Linked DNA regions of Sus scrofa: regions 2 and 3 are each linked to region 1. The links are chromatin contacts, called in public promoter capture Hi-C maps. All regions are on one chromosome and are shown on one strand. Each heading gives the region's core, a stretch centred on a gene start, on an enhancer-like site or on the middle of the called end of the contact. The rest is flanking DNA. Distances are from core to core; before and after follow the strand shown.

Region 1 (3,652 bases), core at 750-3,249:
TCTTTCTTTAGGGCCTCACCCAGGGCATACGAAGTTCCCAGGCTATGGGTCGAATCAGAGCTGTAGCTGCCAGCCTATACCACAGCCACAGCAACGCCAGATCCAAGCCACATCTGCAACCTACCCCACAGCTCACTGCAACGCCGGATCTTTAACTCACTGAGCAGGGCAAGGGATCGAACCTACAACCTCATGGACACTAGTCGGGTACACTACTGCTGAGCCACAACGGGGACTCCTCACAAGCAGGCCTTTCTAAGGACAGCAGCCTCAGGCCTGTCGCATTAACTCTTTCTGCACAGGAGCCTGAGATGGAAAGTGTGGGGAAGGTGAGTTTGGATTATGTTTAAAAATCACCACGCAGGATAAACAGAAAATAAAGCACTTTGAGCTCTGAGCACTTACGAGGTGCCACATACTATTTAGAGCTTTACATCCCTTGTTTTATGCAATCCCTGCAAAGACCTGAGACAGACAGCAGAGTACCCATAGGAAACTGAATCCTGGTGGTTTCAGCTACTCAAGGTCACACAGTGTGAGAAGCAAAGCCAGGGACACGACTTTGGGGAAACTGGTATCATGATTAAGAGCACACATTACAGAGCTGGGGGTACTGGGTTTGACTCCACCACTCTCTGGCTATTACATAATCTCTCTGGGCCTGAGTTTCCTCATCTGATGGAGGGATAACTTGTTCACCTGCAAGGACTTCGTGAATATGGCACTTAGAGCAGTACCTGGCAAACACAAGTATTTACCAGAAAGTTATGGGAATAGATGGCCTCCCAGCTAGATCCTCAGGATGGAAGAACTTTCACCCATATGAAGTCCTGGAATGTGAGGTGACTGGGGCTGGATTTTTCTTTTTCTTTCTTTCTTTTTTTTTTTAGTGCCAAACCTGTAGCATATGGGGGTTCCTGCGCTAAGGGTCAAATCCTAGCTGCAGCTGCCAAATCAGAGCTGTATCTGCGATCTGTGCCGCATCCTTCATCTACGCCGCAGCTTGCAGCAATGCCGGATCCTTAACCCACTGAGTGAAGCCAGGGATCAAACCCGCATCCTCATGCACACTAGCTGGGTTCTTAAGCCGCTGAGCTGCAACAGAAACTCCAGTGGCTGGATTCTTACCACAGGTGTTTAAAAGATTAGAGCACCGAGTTAGGGAAAGAGACATCAAACTGACCTTGGAAACCTGGGCTCGGAGCCATCAGTCTGGAGGTCTCTTCTCTACTCCTTCCTGACATCCTGGGTTTACACACTCCCAGGCCGGTGAGCTCACTCCTTACCTGGGAGCACACACCCTCTTAGACGGTGGGGGACAGGGACTCAGAATTCCGGAGTTTTCTTCTCTAGAAGCTGAATGCTGCTTTCCAGACCCCGCCCCCCTCAACACACACACCAGTTCTGTTAGGGAATGATTTTTTTTTTCCCCAAAAGAGCTGGCAGACTTAAGGCAACTGGAAAGGTCTCCAGCCGCACGCTGAATTTAGATAAGCCTAACCCTTCCCAAAGATCAGAACTGGCTAAAATAGACCCCCTGCCGGCGGTGCTTAGAGCTGAAATACCACGATTTTAAAATAGCTCCGCCCCAAGGAAAGTGATTGGATAATTCCCTTCAGAAGATCCAATCAGGAGAAGAGATCTGGTAAATACGCCCAAGCTCCGCCCCCAAAGGTGATGGGGTACACTCCAGGCTCCAGGATGAGGTTTAGCTGAAGGCCCACCCTCCGCGGAAGGTGATTGGGAGGAGTGTGCAGACCGTTGGGAAGAAGGCAAAGGTCCCACTAGAAGAGTATAATTAGCCCACTTCCGTTGGCTACGAGAGGTCCCACCACTGGTGGAAAGCCTTAGTCGCCCAACACTTACGTTTAAAACTTTTCGCTCCGACATCTTTGCCTCCTAGTCTTCTCACAAGCACGAGAGTACTGGTTAGGCTCGGTGCTTATCGAACTTTCCCGACCGTCTGTCCTTTGTATTTCCGCTTACGCCACTCCTTCAGCCGCTGTTATTGGCTGCAGCATATACAGCTTGCCTTTATCATTGGCTCCAGCTTCCGCCTGTCAACATCCGAGTCCCTCGGTCTTCCCTCCCTGGTTGCAACCCTGGGGGCGCTCATCAGAGGTTCCGGCGTTGGTCAGGATTTGAAATTTCAAGGAGGCGTTGCGCCCCCTAGAGGCGATGGGGCTGCCGGTCACGGCATTCCCTGTTTTCGTTTTTGTTTTTTTGGTTTTCTTCCTAGCGCCGCACCCGCGGCATATAGTTCACAGGCTAGGGGTCAGGTCGGAGCTACAGCTGCTGGCCTACACCACAGCCACAGCAACGCAGGATCCAAGCCGCGTCTGCGACCTACACCACAGCTCACAGCCATGCCAGATCCTTAACCCACTGAGGGAGGCCAGGGATGGAACCTGAAACCTCAAGGCTATTAGTCAGATTCGTTTCTGCTGCGTCACAACAGGAACTCCTCTTTTTGGTTTTTTAAGGGCCGCACCTGAGGCATATGGACTTCCCAGGCCTGGGGTCCAATCCGAGCTGCAACAGCCGGCCTTCACCACAGCAACGCCAGATCCCAGCATTGTCTGCGACCTACACCTCAACTCATGGCAATGCTGGATCCTTAACCCACTGAGTGGGGCCAGGGATCGAACCCACATCCTTATGGATACTGGTCGGATTCGTTACCACTGAGCCACAACAGGAACTCCTATTTGTTATTTCCCATGCCACACCAGCAGCATGTGGAAGTTCCTGGGCTAGGGATTGAATGGGAGCCACAGCTGCGATCTGTTCCTCAGCTGTGGCGATGAAGGATCCTTAACCCACTGTGGAGGCCCAAGGGTTGAACCTGCATCCTGGTGCTTCAGAGATGCCACTGATCCCATTGTACTACAGCCAGTCTTCCCTCCTACACACATATTTACTCCCTTATGTCTCCCTATTGCTTGCCTCTGTGTTCATCTTTCTTTTTTTTTTTTTTTTTTTGTCTTTTTGTCTTTTGTTGTTGTTGTTGCTATTTTTTGGGCCGCTCCCGCAGCATATGGAGGTTCCCAGGCTAGGGGTCGAATCAGAGCTGTAGCCACCGGCCTACGCCACAGCAACGCGAGATCCAAGCCGCGTCTGCGACCTACACCACAGCTCACGGCAACGCCGGATCGTTAACCCACTGAGCAAGGGCAGGGACCGAACCCGCAACTTCATGGTTCCTAGTCGGATTCGTTAACCACTGCGCCACGACGGGAACTCCTGTGTTCATCTTTCTAAAGAGGCCATCCCTTCCCTAGCCTCCCCCTTCCTTTTACAAATGTTTGCTCTGTATCAGAGATGTGCTTGGTCACTGGGGACACATCAGAGAACAAGACATAAGATTTCTGCCCCCCTGGAGATCACTGCCTGTGTAGTGGGACTGATGGACAATAAACACAGTCACACAAAAACTCAGGTCCTGGTAAGTGATTTGAAGACAAAACAACAGGGTAACAAAGTGATGAGAAGGGGCTACTTGAGAAAGTTGAGTGTCCTATGGCTGCTGTAACAAACTGCCACAAGCTCAATGTTTTATTTTTATTTTTAATTTTTTTTTTGTCTTTTTGCCATTTCTTGGGCTGCTCTTGAGGCATATGGAGGTTCCCAGGCTAGGGGTCGAATTGGAACC
Region 2 (3,652 bases), core at 837-3,336, 120 kb before region 1:
GACAAGGGGAATGTTTTCCTGCACACACACACTTCGGAAAAAAAGTATCTAACAATATCAAAGCTGATGGGGAAATGCACATAATAGAGACAAATCTTTGGATAGGTATCTTGAAATGGCTAGAATAAATTTAGAAGCTGACAACTGCTAGATTTGGCTTAGAAAAGTCTAATTTAGTTATTCTGGCCAATATAAGTTAAAATATATATGTGTAGTGTGTGTGTATGTGTGTGTGTGTGTGTGTGTGTGTATGTGTGTATATATATATATATATATATATATATATATATATATATATGTATATGAGTACTTTTAAAAAGCAGATTGGGGCTTTCTAAAAACTCAACTGTCCGTTAGATGAAGCTGCCCTATCCCCTTTCCAAGCTTGGAATATAAGAAAGGTACCCAGAAGACTCACATATCCTCTCCACCCATTTCAAGATATCATTCTCAAGTTTTCAGTTACCAAAAACAAACAAACAAACAAAACCTTCCCACTGCTAGCTAAAGGATACATTAACTTAGCCACTTAAATTTAAATTTATTTTTAGTTTAACTGCAGGATTTATTGGCATGTCCCTGAGTCACCAGCTTTAATGCAAGTGCAGCAAAAGTGACCTGGGCCCAGAAGCAACCTCAGGTCGATGTAAAATGGATCTCATCTAGGGACGCGGCTTGTTCAAACATATACATAACAATTAACACATTTGTGTATATAAACTTACCACTGCTCTTTATTGAAATTATTTTCTTTCTAGTTTTATTTAGCATTAAGACATCTTTCTCTTTTATGGTATTATGATCATAACAGATGGTGCTTTTAAAATTTTCTAATTAACCATTTAATTGACCCTTACTCGGTCAAATGACTGTCCATGACAATCGGTCCCAACTTTATTTCATAAATTCTATGTCTATTTAAAATCCCAAAGTCTGGAAACAATTAGCACAGTGGTTCTCAATTAGGGGGCCCCTTGACAGTGCCTAGGATACATTATTGTCACAACTAGGAAGGAAGTGTTGCTACTGAGATCTAATGGGTGGAGACCAGGGATGCTGCTAGACACCCTACAATGCACAGGACGGCCCCAAATGTCAATAGTGCTGAGATTGAGAAACCCTGGACTAGTCTAGTTGAGGTCCCTGCCAACCCTTCATTCAAACAACCCACATTTATTGAGCAGCTACTACATGCCAAGCATTTTGCCAAGTGCTGGGGGTAAAAGGAGTCAAGTCGTCTGGTCTTCCGTGGTTCACCACCCCCCATCTTGAGGGCCTGCCAGAAAGCCCCCTCCCAAGACAGAGTAAGGAGAAAGACAGGTCGGCAGCATCAAGAACCCGGGACCCTTATCATCCGGGCCTCTTACCTGGGCTTGCCCTGACCCGCAGACGCAACTGTTCTGGTCCCCGAGCCCTTGTGACCCTGGACCTCCGTTTCTCCACCCAGTTTTGGGGCCGCTGCAGCGTCCAACTTATCAAGGGACACAAACGCACTCGGTAACTTCCAAAGCCGGCTTTTTCGCCTCTCTGGGCCTCCGTTTCCCCTCCTGGCCACACACACCCGTCACCGCAGAGCGCCCTGGAAGGGCGAACTGACGGCAAAAGCGCCGGGAGAAAATGGTCGCGGCTACAATAACGTCAAGAAGAGCGCCCTTTGAGTCCCAAGGCCCTTCCTTGGGACTGTAAGCTCCACGGACCGAACGCGAGGAGCCGAGGAGAGGGCCCGGGACTGGAGGCCCGTCCGCCCCCAACTGCCGCCTCGGCCCTCACAGGCCGCACGCCGCGCCCCCCCTTCCCCTCCGCGCGTGCCGGAACCGACCTGCAGCGGCTCCCCGGGCGCCTGGCGCCCCGCACTCCGGCTCCTCCAGCATTGTCCCGGCAGCGTCTCGAACTCCCCTCAGGCGGAGGAGGCGCGGGCTCCGCTGAGGCGGCCGCTGCTGCTCGCCCTCCCGCCCGCGCCGCTGCTACCGCGGCCGCCGCGCTCGTATTTGGCGGGAACCGCGGCGACCCCCGCGGCCGATGCGCCGATTGGGTGAGGCCGCATCACGTGACGCGCTTCCTCGGGAAGAGGGGTGCTCCGGGAGAATCCTCGCGAGAGCCGAGGCTTCCATTACTCCCAGGGCTCCCCTATTGATATTCCCGCTGAGGGCGGGGTGTCCCCCTCGGCAGCCTGTCATTGGCGGTGAACATGTGCCCTGTGATTGGGGGAGGGTGATATCAATCTGAGAATCGACACTGTTATTGGTTGATTGCTGGGGTATGTGGGTGGGGAGTGGGAGGAGGAAGGGCCAGGTTCCTACGTCGTGACAAAACGCTTTACACAGGGCACCAGAGACAGCCTGAAACTGCGATTTAGCTGAAGACTGAAGTTTTTTTAAGTCGTAATTGGATATAGGCTGCACACATAGCAACAGAAATTAAAATTATGAACTCTTTTAATACGAATAATAAAAATAGAATAAATAAACTCTAGGCATCGCTTCAGAAGCATTTGAGATGCAGTGAATATATTCAGAGGGAACGAATGAAATGAATGTTTCTGGTTTAATCCCTCAGGGTTTTGCATAGGCTGTTTCTTCGCCTGGAACACTCTTTCCTCAGCTCTTTTCCTGGTTGATTTTTACCTAACTTTCAGATCTTAGATCAAAACCCCAGAGAAGCCTTTTCTCCCCTACCCCAACAACATGAAGTTCCTACAACACAGTCATTTTTCTTGGAATAATTACACCTTGTGTTTATTTATTAGCGTGTTATTGGTTAATGAATTAATTCCTGTTTTTATCATTAGCTCCATGAAGGCAAAAATCATTTATCATGGTATCCTCAGGACCTATTGATGACTTACGCAGTAGTAGGTACCCAATATATATATATGAGTGAATACATTAAATACCATTTGATTAAACTGTGACCGGATAAATTAAAAGCCTCTCACAGAACAGAGACCTTCAGAATCAGTCTGTGAGCCTTAGAACAGGTTTTCTTCAGCATCTATTTATCGCTCAAGCAGAGCAGAAGTGAGAATAGTAAAATTTAGCCCAATTTTGGAATTCTATTTATCCTGTAAATTGGATAATTAAATCAGTATGATTGTTGTAAATCATGTGGAAAAATAGGAAATTCGAGGACATCGCTTTAGGCAAGTAAGTCGTGTCTTACTCAAGACCTCAGTTTCTCCCTCTGAACCATTAGGATGTTTTCCCTTCCTTCTCTAACATTCTGACATCTGAAATGATTGAGACTAGTGCATCACCCTTCAGGATGCCCATCAGAATCACATGGAAAAAATTTCAAACTATTAATAATAGCCTCATCAGGATCTTGGGGAAAGAGGTTGGAGCCTGCCTATTGCGAAGCAATCCTCTAATCTAGCCCAGGACCTACCATTGAGGCACTTGGAAACTTCTAGCAATCCTCTGCTTTACAAAAGCACTCAACTCTGTCAGAGATTTTGGAAATGAAATTGCAAGCACTTTAGCTCTGGTCATTTTATTATTCTTCTTTTTGGATTCATTTATTCACTTCAATTCACTATTAATTTCCACTTCATTCAATAAAATAACAGTTGGTTAAAAAAGTCAATATCAGTAAACATTTATCAATCTGAGAAGGCTTCCTGGAGGAGGTGCCATTGCAAAGAGTCCTCTTAGGC
Region 3 (3,652 bases), core at 713-3,212, 72 kb before region 1:
CCAATCTGTGGAAAGGCCTTAAGAGTAAAAACTGAGGTTTCCTGAACAACAAGGAATCTGCCTCAATATTGCAGCATCAACTCCTGCTTGAGTTTCCAGCCAGATCTGTGTGTTTGTACCTGATACACATGGGTACCGTTATCATCTCCATTTTACACATAAAGAAGACTGAGAACCCAGAGAGGGTTCTTGGCCAAGTTTCCCAAGCTCGTGATCATTCAAGGAACATCTGTTATTATCATGGCATTCAAGACCGTCCTAGATCTGGTCCCTGCTAACGTCTCCAGCTCTCTCAGATACCAAGGCATCTGCTTCTTCAGCTATCTCAGGCAATAATGGTTCCTTAAGCAGTATGTGTTGCTTCATGCCTACATGGCTTTGCATATGCCATTCCCCCCTCTGGAAAGCTCTTCCCTTCATCTTGCTTTGACAAACTCTTATTCATCCCTCAAGGCCCCAGCTCCAGTACTCTGTCTCGGGGCACTCTTTATGCAGCAGTGAGTCAGGGAGGCTAAAAGACGCACCTCATCGGCAGCAACTGCAGGCACATGGAACTGGTTTCGCCGGAGCCAGGCAGCCTTGTACTTGTCCAGTTTCTGGCCCTTGTACTTGACGGAGGCCCAGCCACAGCCGGACTTCTTGGCTGGGTTCACCAGCTTCTTGCAATGGGTGGCCCAGGCACTGGGTGAGTTGAACACCTGCCCTGTTTCCTGCCACACAATCCTCCCATCGGGCTGCAGGTCTCCCACGAACTTCTTCCCCTGCAGTGAGAGTGGGCTGGCTGGGCCCAGGAGCTGATACCCATCAAGACCCCTCCTCCAGAAAATCCTCCCTAACTCTCCCAGAGTTTGGCACCTACTTCCCACTTTCTTCCACAAAGCCTTTTAGCTTAGGTGCCTCCCAATACCTAGATATCCATGGTCTAGTCCTGTTCAGCCTGGATTGAAACTTCCAGTTATGTGTCTGTCCTCCACTCCCTTCACTGGACTGTGAGCCACAAAGGACAGAACAGGGTCTGTATTGCTCTCTGCTGTGTCCCTAATGCCCAACACAGCCTGGCACACAACAGGTGCTCAATTCACAAATTGCTCCCACTCACAAAGAGCAAAACTATATTAATAACAACAGTAATAACAGCAAACACTTATAAAGCACTTACTGTGTAGCAGGCATACTGCTGAGCACTTTATTCACTGAATCCTCATACGACCACGTGGGAGGGAAAAAATCCCGTTTTACAGATGGGGAAACTAGGACTTGAGGAGGCTGAGCGAGATCACACAGCCAGGAAAGCACTAGTGCCCTCTCTGAGCCTGCGTTTCTCCTTTGTGGAACTGGGTGTTTGGTAAACAATGTCCTCCTGCCCAAGAAGGTCAGGATGCTCCGTGCCTCAGTTTCCCCTCCCCACGCTGCGGCTTGGCCTGTAGCAAAGGAGCACTCTGGAGTCCGGTTTCCCCTTTTGGCCCCAGCTAGGATGGGCTGGGGCTGGGGAGCGCTCACCAGGTAGTAGATGGACAGCACCCCGGAGCCGGGCTCCAGCAGTCCGTCTTTGAGGAGCACGCGCAGCGTGACCGCGCGCCTAGTGAACGCGCTCCCGGGCCCGCCGCAGCTCCCCGCCCCGGCCCCGCCGCCGCCGCCACTGCGCGCGCCGCCGACTGCCCCTGGACGTTCGGGGTCCTCGGCCTCCGCCTCGTCCTCGTCGTCATCCGGCGCCTCCTCGCCCGCGCCGCCCGCCGGGGACAGCGACTCCGGAGCTGCAGGCAGCAACAGGCTGCAGAGGGGCCGCGCGCCCCGAGCCGGTCCACGGTCCAGCCCCCCAGCCTGGCGCCTCGCTGGACCCCCTCAAGGTTCGCCGTACCTGCCATGGCCGCTCCGCCCCACGCCCTGTGTGCCTCCGGCTCTTTCTTCCCCGCACGTGACGCAACTCCGCCCCGAGGGGGGAGCGCCCCAGCCATTGGCCGCTTCCAGTGGGCGGGCGGGGGCTCGGCCTGCTGGAGCGAACCAAGAAACAGGCCTCCGGCCTGCGCAGGAGGGAAAAGGAGGTGGGGGCTCAGCCCTCTGGGACTATTCTGGAGACTGAGGCCTGAGGCCACCTTCCGTGGGAATGGGGTGTAACGCAGAGCTCATAGTGCAATTGGGGAAACTGAGGCCGGGGACTTCCGCTTTCGGAGAACTAATGACTCCACCTGTGACCATTGCCTACTGGATTCTGCCCTGGAGAGGGGAGAAAAGGGAAATTGAGGTCCGCAACCACCCCTCTCGAGGGACCTACAGGCCTCGGCTGTTGGAACCACGGGAGAAAGTAAGCCCTGGGAGAATAAGCCACAGTGCCCCGGGGCTGTAGGCCAAAATGTGGGGAAGCAGCCGGGCACCGCAGATGTAAAGCGTCCAAGCCGGGCGGCGGTCTCTAAGAGGTTAACTCCCACCCTCCCCAGCAGCCCTCGACTGATTTTATGACTGGATCACAGCCAAGCCCGCCAACCAATTATAAGGGGAGGGGGATTTCATCTTCAGCCTATAGACAGTGTTAAACTAAAGGACAGCCATCTTCCTCGGCCAATCAGCAGGAACCTGTAGCCCTGATACATCCAATCAATGGTAGGGTCTAGTCCGCAGCCAGCCAAACAGCGCGCGGGTAAAACCTGCCTCGCGGGCCTGTGGGGCCAACCCCAAACCAACACCCCGCCCCCGCCCGCGCCAACACTACCACCAACACGGTGCATGTGGCTGGAGTCTGGCTAGGAGTACACCGGAGGGTTGCTGCTCTTTTGACCCTGGCCACTGTCCCAGGACCTTTGCCCCGAGGTGCAGAGCTGCCTCCCAACGCTGGGACTCCCTAATCTCTGGCAGGGCTGAAAGCCGGAGGTGGGGTCTCCCCCAGGGTGCAGGGCACCTTTGTCCAGGCTCAACCTCAGATGGGTGTGGAAGAGGTGACAGACCACTGCGGGTAGGGGCGCGGGTTCCCAGGTAGGGTGGTCTGGACTCAGACTGGACTTGGCTCCAGGTCCTGCTCCACCACTTAACCAGCTCTGTGACTTTGGCCAAATGTCTCCACCTCTCTGTTTCCCTGTGGGATGACTAATTCCTGCTGCAGAGTTGTTAAAGAACAGAGCATGACATGTAGTAAGAGCTGGGGAATGTGAATGATTATTACACATAATGAAATAAAATTTCACGTGATGAAATAAAGTTTGTATCTAAAGGAAGGACAAGAAAAAAATAAAATTTTGTTTCTTTGCACCTCCTTCCTTCTTCCCTCCCTCCTTTCCAACATCCCTCCCAGATGTAATGAGCATCTGCACTACACATTATCCTCTAGAGATCCTCAAAGATGAGAACGCCTGCTTGAGAGTGAAGATCAATTTTTTTTCTTCTAAAGCTAGCAGTGTAACTACTTAATATTCTTTCCCAGCTCTGTAGGGGGTCATGTTGATTTGCTTCTTGCTTTATATGTGTTTACCTGGACTGTGTATCCTTGGTGAGCTTTATGTAAAATATCAGTGTGTCATCTTGATGTATGATCCTTGGCTTGAGAATGTATATGACTGTACCTTCAACTTCTAACAGGGGGAACAGTTCTCAGAGCTTTCTGAGAATCTGCTTCTCAGATTATAATCCTCAATTTGGCTCAAGTAGAATTCCATTTTTTTTT

The links. Promoter capture Hi-C pulls out the DNA fragments that hold promoters and counts their contacts.
Region 2: a promoter capture Hi-C map of liver shows a contact between it and region 1, with 2.6 times the contacts expected there. The contact joins the promoter of CHAF1A here to the promoter of CCDC94 in region 1. A contact is called at or near these places in 2 of 5 promoter capture datasets (fetal skeletal muscle and liver), 7 of 47 Hi-C or Micro-C datasets (epiblast stem cells, heart right ventricle, liver and 2 more) and 2 of 2 datasets of contacts at active chromatin or transcription factors (alveolar macrophages and skeletal muscle).
Region 3: a promoter capture Hi-C map of liver shows a contact between it and region 1, with 3 times the contacts expected there. The contact joins the promoter of MPND here to the promoter of CCDC94 in region 1. A contact is called at or near these places in 2 of 5 promoter capture datasets (fetal skeletal muscle and liver) and 7 of 47 Hi-C or Micro-C datasets (brain, embryonic fibroblasts, fetal heart ventricle and 3 more).

What each region holds. Positions count from the first base shown.
Region 1 is chr2:74,526,334-74,529,985 of Sscrofa11.1, forward strand. CCDC94 (coiled-coil domain-containing protein 94) reads right to left here and starts at 2,000. Exons shown (of 8, transcript XM_013994769.2): 1 at 1,867-2,000. The coding sequence starts at 1,890.
Region 2 is chr2:74,409,789-74,413,440 of Sscrofa11.1, forward strand. CHAF1A (chromatin assembly factor 1 subunit A) reads right to left here and starts at 2,087. Exons shown (of 15, transcript XM_003123068.4): 1 at 1,820-2,087. The coding sequence starts at 1,871.
Region 3 is chr2:74,453,966-74,457,617 of Sscrofa11.1, forward strand. It overlaps MPND (MPN domain-containing protein), which reads right to left and starts at 1,963. Exons shown (of 12, transcript XM_021084063.1): 1 at 1,859-1,963; 2 at 1,501-1,754; 3 at 525-761. The coding sequence starts at 1,955.